2 separate regions of the Mus musculus genome follow, and region 2 is linked to region 1. A link is a contact called in public HiChIP or PLAC-seq data. All regions are on one chromosome and are shown on one strand. The core of a region is the stretch at or near the end of the contact, and the rest is flanking DNA. Distances in the headings are between cores, read along the strand shown.

Region 1 (5,564 bases), core at 1,583-4,082:
TCTGACAAATACTTTCAGCAAAGGAAAAGGACACAGTAAATACACAGAAATCAATAGCCTTTAAAAAAATAGTTATTTTATATTTGACCAATAGCTTTCATAAATAACAATAATGAGTTTGCCAATAAAGAAATCATTAAAAAATTAAAAATCCTCATTCACAGTAGCTTTAAGAAAAACAAAATACCTAGGAATACAGCTCACAGTTGTACGATATCTCCTGTGGAAACTATAAGATATTGATGAAAGGAATGAAAAATTCATTTTAAAATGAGACCTCCCATGATCATAGATGGCAGAATCCATACTGGAAAAATGACTAGTTACTGGAAGTGATGTAGAAAATCGATGCAGCCGGGCGGAAGTGGCACACGCCTTTAATCCCAGCACTTGGGAAGCAGAGGCAGGTGGATTTCTGAGTTTGAGGCCAGCCTGGTCTACAAAGTGAGTTCCAGGACAGCCAGGGCTACACAGAGAAACTCTGTCTTAAAAAAACCAACCAAACAAACAAACAAAAAAAACAACCAAAAATTGATGCAATCCTTTCCTTTAAAAAAATTACAATTACATTCTTGTTTTGTTTTGTTTTATTTTGTTTTGTTTTGTTTTGTTTTGTTTTGTTTTGTTTTGTTTTTTCTTGACAGGGTTTCTCTGTATAGCCCTGGCTGTCCTGGAACTCTGTAGACCAGACTGGCCTCGAAATCAGAAATCTGCCTGCCTCTGCCTCCTAAGTGCTGGGTACAATTACATTCTTAGTAATAGAAATAATAATTAATAATAATAATTAAAAAGTCAGATCCATGGAGGTTACAGTTCAAAATTTCATATGGACTCACAAAAGTCCCTGAGTAGCCAAAACAATACTAGACAGGAAAAGAAACACTCGAGGCAGCACAAACTCAAACTATATTGCAGAGCTATAGTTACAAAACCTGCGTGGCAACTGTACAAAACCATGTAGATCAATGGATTAAAGCACAGGGATTCAGACCTAAACTCAAACAGCAACAGCTACTTGATTTTTTTTTAAATTTATTTATGTATATGAGTGTACTGTAGCTGTACGGATGGTTGTAGAGCCTTCATGTGGTTGTTGGGAATTGAATTTTAGGACCTCTGCTTGCTCTGCTCCGGTCAGTCCTGCTCCATCAGCCCCTGTTCACTCAGCCCCTGTTCACTCTGTCCCAAAGATTTATTTATTATTATAAATAAGTACACCATTGCTGTCTTCAGGCACACCAGAAGAGGGCATCGGATCTCATTATGGATGGTTGTGAGTCACCATGTGGTTTCTGGGATTTGAACTCAGGAACCACTTCGCCAGCCCCAGCTACTGACAAAGGTCTAAACATAATATGAAAAAGAGAGGCTCCTCAACAAATGGTATTAGGGAAAGTTTACCTACTCCTTTGGAAGAATCAAACTCCCTACTCAATGTCATCCTATGCAATGGATCAGACAATAAAGAAACATCTGAAATCACTGGAGGAAACTTAGGTAAAACAGAAGCACAGGAAATAATCCCAGGGTTAAACAAATTGAGTTATGTGAAATAGAAAAGGTTCTGTACAATAAAAATTAAAACAATTCCCAGAGTGAAGAGACTAGCTATAGGGGAAAAAGCTATGACAACCACACGTCCTACAGAGTTAGCTGGTGGTCACTACTTTATGGGTTCTTCTTTCCCACCCTTTATCCACACTCACACCCACCCCATTCACCTCCTTTCACTAGATAGGAGAGAAAGAAGGGTATAGGGAGAGAAGATCCACCAAAGGAAGTTCTCTCCTTTTGTTTCTTCTTTAAGCATGACTACTATGACTACTAACAAACTGCAACCACTCCCCACCCCCCCACCTCCCAAACAGAACACCAACTTCACCTATTGGTGGTCTAGCATTTATACACCCTCTGAAAAGTTCCCAGAATCCCATGCGTAGCACAACTGCAGAAACTGTCTGCATCTGGCAAAAACATGTCTCTGCTAGAGCACGAGGCAGATCGTAATCATCTGCTTCAGACATTCCGAAGCAGCCCCGTATCCCCACGACCTGGGATTAAAACAAAAGCACGGTTCGGTCTTATACCAAATTGCAGAAATGTCACTACAAAATAACATCTAGACCACAGAAAGAGTTGTGAAAATGAAACGCTGAAAGAACAAACCATCCAACCAACAGATGAGCCGATGAAACCAGACAGACCTCCTCAGGAGAAAAATGCAAATGCCCAATAGACACGCAAGTGTTTACCATGTTTACCCAGGCATCTTACCCCAGTCACTATAGCTATCCTCAGACAACAATAAACACTGATCAGAAGGTAGAGAAAGAGAAACCCTTATATAATGAGCGTGGGACTGTAAACCGGTGCAGCCGTGATGGGCGTTAGTGTGTGGGTGTCTCAAAAAATCCTGAAGGCAGAGGCTGGCAAGACGGCTAAACCGGCAAAGCCGCATGCTATGCAAGGTTGGAGACCTGAACCAGATCTCTAGAACCCACGTGAAGATGGACGTAGAGAATTGGCTCCACAGACTTGTACTATGGCCTACCCATGCTCACCCCCAAGCCGTGAACATACACACACGCCAATAAGAATGAACTGAATTTAAGAAATGAAAATAGAACTACTCACCATGTGTCCTTAGCAATCTCTGGAAGACGTTCCTGAAGGAGGAAGTCAGCATACCACAGGAATATTTGCACTTCATGCCTAGGGCTTCACAATAGCAGAAACAAAAACAAAAACCAACAAATGAAAACAAACAAACAAACAAACAAACAAAACCAGAAACCATTCAACAGCTGAGGGGATAGAGAAAATGGTATTTTATTCAGTCCTAGCGGAAACCGCAGCATTTACAGGAACTGGAAATCATTGTTAAGCAAAAGAAGCCAGACTCAGAAAGACCAATTCCCCAGGGTCCTCTCAAATGTAAACTACAGATTTAAAGTGGGGTGGGGCCACTGGAAGTAGAAAGCATACAGTGAAAAGGAAGGAAGAGCTCTTAAGTGAGAGTGGACAGTAAAAGGCAGGAAAGGACGAGATAAATGCGCGGGACAGGAAATCTGAAGGGAGCTTCTGAGGGAGAAAGGGGAGCAGCAGGAGGGCGCGGGGAAGCTAGGGACAGGGTGTCGGGCAGTGGGGTAATGCTGAACAGGAACAAGTGCAATGAGTTATAGGCGTGAAAACATCATGGTAAAACCCACTACTTTGTATATCAAAAAGGGAAAGCAGTTGGGTATGGTGGCACAGGGAAGGAAGGCAGGGACGGGAGGAGCTCTGTGAATTTGAAGCCAACATGGTTGTGAGCTCTGAGACAGCCAGTACTACATAGACTCTGACTCAAAAACAAACAAAGCAGCCGGGGCGTTGGTGGCACACGCCTTTAATCCCAACACTCAGGAGGCAGAGACAGGCGGATTTCTGAGTTCGAGGACAGCCTGTCTACAAAGTGAGTTCCAGGACCTCCAAAAAACCAAAACAAAACATGAACAACAAACAAGCAATCAGACCCATACACATAAACACGAAGAAAATCTTATTGGAATAAACACAGCAAGAACTGTTTGTTTATGCGTTTCATATGATTACTTTTGAGGTGCGATAATGAAGTTGAAGAATTGTGATAGAGATACCTTAAAAAAAAAAAAAACACCTAAAATACTTTCTTATTATTGGACCTTAGCAGGAACTCTACTGATGTTTACTGCAAACTTGTACTTTAACACTGAGTTAAATTCTCAATCCCTTGGGGAAAATTATTTCAATAGAACATAATGTAACAATGAAGATTAATTAAGAATAGCCATTAACGTCCCAAACATGAGGGAAAACTCATAAGTTGAGTGCAAAACAAAGCAAGTTGCAGAAAAGTCTTGAATGATACTTTTCTAAGCAATACTTAGTACATTGTTTAGGGACACAATGAAGCCGTGTAGCTAGGCATGGGAATTAACTATGACCTTTACAAAATGCTTACTTTGCAGGGAATGGAAGAAATAAAGAATGGGGGAGAAAGACAAAGAGAAATTCAACCATATTTGTAGCATTTTATTTCACAAGTGGCTGGCTGTAAATTCACGCTTGTGAAATCAGAGATATTTCAGAAAAAGTGAAACTCTGTATAATTGTTGAGCCCCTACTGTTCCAGTTTTAATGTGGTTTTAACCTTGGATTTTACCTAGTATGTAGGACATCTATATATATATATATACACTGTTCAGGTCCTTTTTATAAGAGTGTCAGGGTGGTGGGGCATTGTGGCCAAAGTCCAGCTTCTCTACCCATCAGCCCAGTGCCCTTTGCACAAAGGCACCAAAGTGAGCATGCCCAGATGGGAGCTTCCTTCACTTCCAGTGCCTCACAAAGGGCACAACAACTGGGTCACACTTTTACCTTCCCTTTCCTTTTAAAACAGTCTCCCTGTGTAGCCCATGCTGGAATTGACTTTGTGGTTCTCCATCTCCAGCTTCTATAGCTCTAGAGTTACAGTTTGTACCAACACAGCCACTTCTCAGGCTGCAGCCCTTACCTCCCTGCGGTGCCGCAAATGTACCCATCTGTGGGGCTAAGAGAAGCAGCTTCCTTCAGCAGACTAATATGTTGGATTTTTTTTTTCCTTGCTCTTTGCCAAGGGTGAAGGTTGAACTTGAGTTATCCTTGATATCTTCCCTGAGCTTAGGTGAGAGTGGTTGTCATTTGGGACAGTGCGCTGGATGTTGTTTCTTCATTTCATTGTGGTTTTATGTTCTAACAGGACAACTTGTCACAGAGATAAAAACTAATATAATAGATAGATTCATTCTCAGGGACGTTCACTGATGAGTAACTCTACGATTAGGGTTAGGGATATGAACCTTTTTCTTTTCTGTTTTGTTGTTGTTGCTGTTTTGTTTTTTTCAAGACCAAATTTCTCTGTGTAACAAGCCCTGGCTGTCTTCAAACTCACAGAGATCTGTGCTTTTTTAATTATACTGTACATGTGATTCTTATAACTACCAAAATTTGGAAACACTTGATGTACATACGTGTTTTGCCTGCATGTTTATGTGTTTACCATATATACACATGCATGCTTGATGCTCATGGAGACCGGGAGAATGTCAGATGCCCTGGTCTTGGAGTCACAGATAGTTGTGAGACACCATGAACGTGCTAGAAACAGAATCGATATCTTCTGCAAGAGCAGCCAGTGCTCTGAGCTACTGAGCTATCTCTCCAGCCACTTCGAAATACTTCTTTACTGAGGAGAGCTTCTTTACTGAAGAGAGAGAGAGAGAGAGAGAGAGAGAGAGAGAGAGAGAGAGAGAGAGAGAAACATGGAAATGAGTCTGGACATGGTGATTCATACTATTATTCCAGCATTCATGAAGCTGAGGCAGGAGGATGGTGAGTTGAGTTCAGTCTAGATTACATAGCAAAACTCTGTCAACATAAATATTTGTCAGAAATAAAAGCATCCATGAAGTGTATAGTTACCTTAATATAACAAAAAGTATACCTTAGAAGGAGTTGTGTTTTTTAAGAAAGAAGATTTTAGCTGGGCATGGTGGCACACGCCT
Region 2 (5,564 bases), core at 1,479-3,978, 2.6 Mb after region 1:
TCTTCTTACTAATGGCATTAGTGGCCTGCCCACCTAAAACAACATATGTGGGCATGGCCACTGCCTCTCAGAGCCTAACTTCCTCATTTACATTTGATTGTAAAATCCTAAATTTCCCATTTCCTAGCTGTCTTCTTGGCTCTCATTTCCTCTCACACCCTGAACATCGTGGCCTGAACTTTTCTATTGATTTCATGTCTCTGACTAGAACGTAAATCTCTTTTACAGATTGGTTTCTCAAGAGCCTTGGAGACTTTGAAGCTGAGCGACCCTGGGTTTGATTCATTCCATTAGTTACTAGCTGTATGGCCAGAAAAGTTATTTAATATTTGTGCTTTCTTTCGTGTGAGCTTCAGGGAATCCATTCGAATCTACTTCCCACAGTCAAATAGACTCAAGACAAATACTGTCAATGAACAGCTTGTTTCCTTCCCGGCCTGCGTATTCCCTAGGGTGGGATCCATTTCCCTATCCCTGGTCCTGGGACCCATGACCCCTTCTCTAACTCCCAAGACGATTGGTCTAAGATTTAAATGTACGACTAAAGAAAAGTTTTTCTCCCTAAACTCCTTAACTTTATCTTTTGCTCATAACATCCAGGTGTTCTCTCAGAATCTGCATCCAGGAAAGCGACAAAGCAGTTACCCACCGGTGCTCTGGCTCAGCCTCAGAGACTGCTTCAACTGGACCTACACACTCTTATCCCCAGATGGTCCCACAACCTGGACAGCAGTGACCAGCTCTTCCCGGACTTGGCCAACATCCCAGCTTTTTGCCCACACCCCATAACAGTACCCCAGTGTCAGCAGGAAGCAGTCATGGATGATTATTCTGCCCCTTACCCATTCATTATCAACAAAAGGCTGGGACCCTGGGACAAGGAACTGAGGTGCATATTTTAGTTTCAAACCAGACCTTGCCTCGAAGTTCTCCCAGCATCCCCCAGTCCCTACCTGGCATATCCTACCCTTAGCCTTGAACTTTCCAGCCCAGGGGCTGGGCGCCCCCCCCCCCCCCCCAGAGGTTTTTCCCTATATAATCCAAACATTTGTTTTTTCCTTTCCATGAGCCCGTCCCCCTCGCCCCGTGGTGACTTCCCTGACTTGAATTTTCACCAGTGGGGAAATAACCTATCAATTAAGAGCAGTTGTTGCTTTTGTAGAAGACCAAGGTTTGGTTATCAGCATCCACATGGTAGCTAAGACTATCCATGACTCCAGTCCTAGGGAATCCAAAGCTGTCTTCAGGTATCTGTGGGTACCAAGTACTCTTTTTTTTTTTTTTTTCCTTGAGACAGGGGTTCCCTGGCTGTACTGGAACTCACTTTGTAGACCAGGCTGGCCTCGAACTCAGAAATCTACCTGCCTCTGCCCTGCCAAGTGCTGGGATTAAAGGCGTGGGCCACCACTGCCCAGCTGGGATAACCATTTTAAAAGACATTTTATCTTAAGCTGACAAACCTCCAGGGGTTCTCTCATCACATAGGTTCCCCCACTCCCTGCCACCTGTTAGCTGGGTCAACTCCAGTTCAGTCATCAGGCTGTACCTTGGGGGTTTACTTAAGAAAAGCCAACTTCCAGCTTTGATCTTGAGTTGCTCACAGCATTCAGCTCACTGGAGCAGAATCATTTGTTTATATAATTATCTTCCACGTGAATTGAGGACTTTAGGGTGGGGCCAATCTGTCTTTTCAATTCGGAACATAGTGCTACTGGTATATAATTCTGTACACAATTAGAAGTGATATATGGCTATAAGGAAGGGGCCTAAGACGCGATGAAAGTGACATTTCTTTTGGTAGGCTGATTCCATCCCTTTGCTTTTATTATTATTAATTAATTACTTTTACTTTTACTTTATTTTTATTTTTTTGAGACAGGGTCACTGTGTAGCCCTTGCAGTCCTGTAACTCTGACCTGCACTCTGTAAAGCAGACTGGCTGTGAACTCTGAGATGGGCCTACCCCTGGCTCTCCAGTGCTGGGATTAAAAGGCCTGCACCACCATGGCTGGGCTTGCTTTCATTGTTTTCAGGTAGCTTCCTTAAGACAAAATTAACCTCGGCTTCTGTTAACCTCGGCTTCTGTTGTTTCTTTCTCTCTCTCTCTCTCTCTCTCTCTCTCTCTCTCTCTCTCTCTCTCTCTTTCTTTCTTTCTTTCTCACGCCAAAGACGATTTTAGCATTCTCCAACTGAGCTACGTTCCCAGCTCTCTCTTGTCTTTCTATAACTAACTTTCCCGCTACCCTTGTCTTTGGACCCTGTCTAACCAAGTCCTGCTAGGGGAGTTAAGCTCTCTAGGACTGTTGCCTCATTGCAAAATAAGGGCAAGTACCTATGAGAATCAAGCGCTCAATGTGAGTTACAGCAACGACGTTTACAAGTTCTCTTCAAGATTTTCAAGCATCTTTCCCCTTCCCTACCGGACCCTCCACCCACTTGAGCCGCTGTCCAGACCTGTGACTTGGGACTCACCCTCAACCCTTCCTAAATCCTGACTTTAAAATGACTTATCTTCTTTAAATCAGGTTAACTAAAAAACTCATCGGACACCTTAGGTTTTGTGTCATGCAAACACTCATATGAATTAAGAACTATCACACAAAGTGACTTTATGGCGTCCTTTTATTACAGATCACTTCGTGGTCCCCGCCCCGGCCGGGCCCCGCGCCCCGATCACCACGGCCGGCGCTCGGCTGCTTCCGGTGGGGCCTGCGCTCTCCGCGGCGGCTCGCGCGTTCTGCTCGCCGGCGGCCTCATGCAGGCTGAGCGCGGGGCTAGGGGCGGCCGCGGGCGGCGGGGAGGCCGGGAGCGGCCCGGAGGGGACCGAGAGCCGGTCGGGGCAGCGACGGCGCTGGCGAGAGGAGGCTGCGGGGACGGAGGCGGCCGGCGGGGCCGAGGCCGGGGCTTCCGCCGAGGCCGAGGAGGTGGCGGCCTGCGAGGCGGCCGCTGGGAGCCTGGAGGCCGGGGCGGCGGAGCCAGCACTCGGGTAAGGAGCGCGGGTTGCTGCGGCCGCTAGCCGGCGTGTGGGGAGCGCGAGGCACAGCGCCTGCGCGGGATGGAGCCGGGAGGGCGCGCGGGGGGGGGGGGGAGGGAGAGGGGACATGCACGTGTACCGTGCACGCTCAGCCCCTGGCTGCTTGTGGCCGAAGGACTAAGCGACCGGCCTCCGCGTTTTGCTGGTGCCAGAGTCCCATGGTCTGATGGAGACTAACGGCGGCGCCTGGTGTCCGGGCTACAGCCTGGCGTGCTATCCCAGAAGTGACTTCCTGCGGAGCGAAGTCTACCAGAATACAGATTTACACAGAAGTGTTTACTCTGCCCTCCGTTTCCTTTATCCCATCCCACATTGCCTAGGTAACAGTGTCTGTGGTCACCCATACCTGGATGGAAGGACATGGGGGGAAGATTATGTCTTCATTTTGGTTTGGATTGGTGACCTCTAAGATCTTTCCCACTCTTCAGATTCGTATTTAGTCTCGCCGAGACTATTCTGGGTACCTAAAGATTAAATGAGGAGAAACTGACCGACCTTCCCAAGGCCTTTCTGTACTCATATCTTATATGTTGGGCACATTGGTGCTCTAAATCAGGATTAGTGCAGTGCTCTGAAAGCAGTCAACAGCGTTCCAGCTGTGTAGGGACCACTGTCCAGCTGCAGGATTCCACACAGTCTACGTCCTTTGCTTTCCCTCTGGATGATTAGACTGCAAATGGAAACAACTTCTAGATATGTACTCCTCCAAAGTAACTTACTTGGGAACTAAGAAGCCCTGAAACCATTCCTTCTAAAGATGTGTGGTATGAACCATGAGCTTACTGAGTGTGATAAGCAAATTATCAGGACAGTCACCTTTACTGCAGTGTGTTATTATCCTTAATGCAATTGTTAATTTCGCAAAATACAAGAATTTGTTTATATCTATTTTTTGTTTTTGTTAAAGAAGTATATTAGTTTTTCTGCGCCCGTGGACCCGTCTCTCTCTCCTCTTCCTCTCTTCCTCTCTTTCTCTCTCTCTCTCTCTCTCTCTCTCTCTCTCTCTCTCTCTCTCTCTCTCTCTCTGTGTGTGTGTGTGTGTACATAAGTGTAGTGCCAGCAGAGGCCAGAAGGCATCAGATCCTTTGAGCCCACGTTAAAGGCAGTTATGTTTTCCAGAACAGTAGCAAACTGCTCTTAATCCTCTGTAAGGCACCCACACTCTCGGTATATGCACCCCCCCTACATTCATGTAAATAAAAATAAACACAAGAATGCAAATGTTTTTTCTGCGGGGCAGTGGTGGCGCACATCTTTGATCCCAGCACTTGGGAGGCAGAGGCAGGCTGATTTCTGAGTTTGAGGCCAGCCTGGTCTATAGAGTGAGTTCCAGGATAGCCAGGGCTACACAGAGAAACCCTGTCTCAAAAAAACCACACACACCCACACACACACCCCCCCCCCCCCCCACACACACAATAATGCAAATGTTTGACTCCAGTTCCTTTGAATATATACCTAGTAATAGGATTGTGGAATCCTTAGTGGTGGTTATAGTTTTTATTTTTAAGGAACAGCCGTACTGCTCTTTGTAATGCTATACCAATTGATGTTACCATAACATATGAGAGTTCCTATCTCTGCATTTTTGGGAGTTTTGTTTGTTTGTTTGTTTGTTTTTCGAGACAGGGTTTCTCTGTGTAGCCCTGGCTGTCCTGGAACTCACTCTGTAGACCAGGCTGGCCTCGAACTTAGAGATCCACCTGCCTCTACCTCCCAAGTGCTGGGATTAAAGGCATGCGCCACCACGCCCGGCCTATCTCTGCATTTTTTGCTAGCCCTTGTTGGTTTTTAAAATTCCTCCTCTTCCTTCTCTTTCTCCTCTTCCTCATCTTCTTTCTCATCATCTTCTAGATAGGATCTCACTATGTAGCCCACCCTTGCCTTAAATCAAGATCTTCCTGCCTCAATTTCTTTTTTTTTTTTTTAAAGATTTATTTATTAATATATGTAAGTACACTGTAGCTGTCTTCAGACACTCCAGAAGAGGGAGTCAGATTTTGTTTGGGATGGTTGTGAGCCACCATGTGGTTGCTGGGATTTGAACTCTCGACCTTCAGAAGAGCAGTCGGGTGCTCTTACCCACTGAGCCATCTCACCAGCCCCCCTGCCTCAATTTCTAAGGTATGGGATTACACATCTACTTTACCACAGCTGGGTTTATTTATTCATTTAACTGTTTGTTTGCTGTGATATAATCTTATCATGTAGTTCAGCCTGGAACGCAAACTCAGAACCCTAGAACCCTGGTTTTATTTTAACTACGTTTTTGTTGTTGTTCTTTTTTTGTTGTAGGCATATTTTATTTATTTTCTTATTTTTTAGACAGGGTCTCAGCATGTAACCTTGGCTGCCCTGGAAACTGACTCTGTAGACCAGGCAGGCAGGCCTTGAACTCAGAGATCTACCTGCCTCTGCCTCCTGTGTTGGATTAAAGGTGATCTTTCATTGTGTGGGTTTTTTTTTTTTTGTGGTTGTTGTTTATTTGTTTGTTTTTCCATTTATTTAGAAGTTTCTAGATACTGTTAGG

What was found. HiChIP or PLAC-seq counts read pairs in DNA pulled down with a chosen protein or histone mark.
Region 2: an H3K27ac HiChIP or PLAC-seq map of embryonic stem cells shows a contact between it and region 1, with 6 times the contacts expected there. The contact joins the promoter of Aven here to the promoter of Platr8 in region 1. A contact is called at or near these places in 2 of 39 promoter capture datasets (embryonic stem cells and pre-B cells), 2 of 484 Hi-C or Micro-C datasets (pre-B cells and pro-B cells), 2 of 115 datasets of contacts at active chromatin or transcription factors (both in embryonic stem cells) and 1 of 9 other capture datasets (adipose tissue).

Annotation. Positions count from the first base shown.
Region 1 is chr2:109,910,487-109,916,050 of GRCm38.p6, forward strand. It overlaps Platr8 (pluripotency associated transcript 8), which reads right to left and starts at 2,833. Exons shown (of 5, transcript NR_033473.1): 1 at 2,635-2,833.
Region 2 is chr2:112,490,236-112,495,799 of GRCm38.p6, forward strand. It overlaps Aven (apoptosis, caspase activation inhibitor), which reads left to right and starts at 2,729. Exons shown (of 6, transcript NM_028844.3): 1 at 2,729-2,986. The coding sequence starts at 2,756. It also overlaps a transcript of Chrm5 not described here.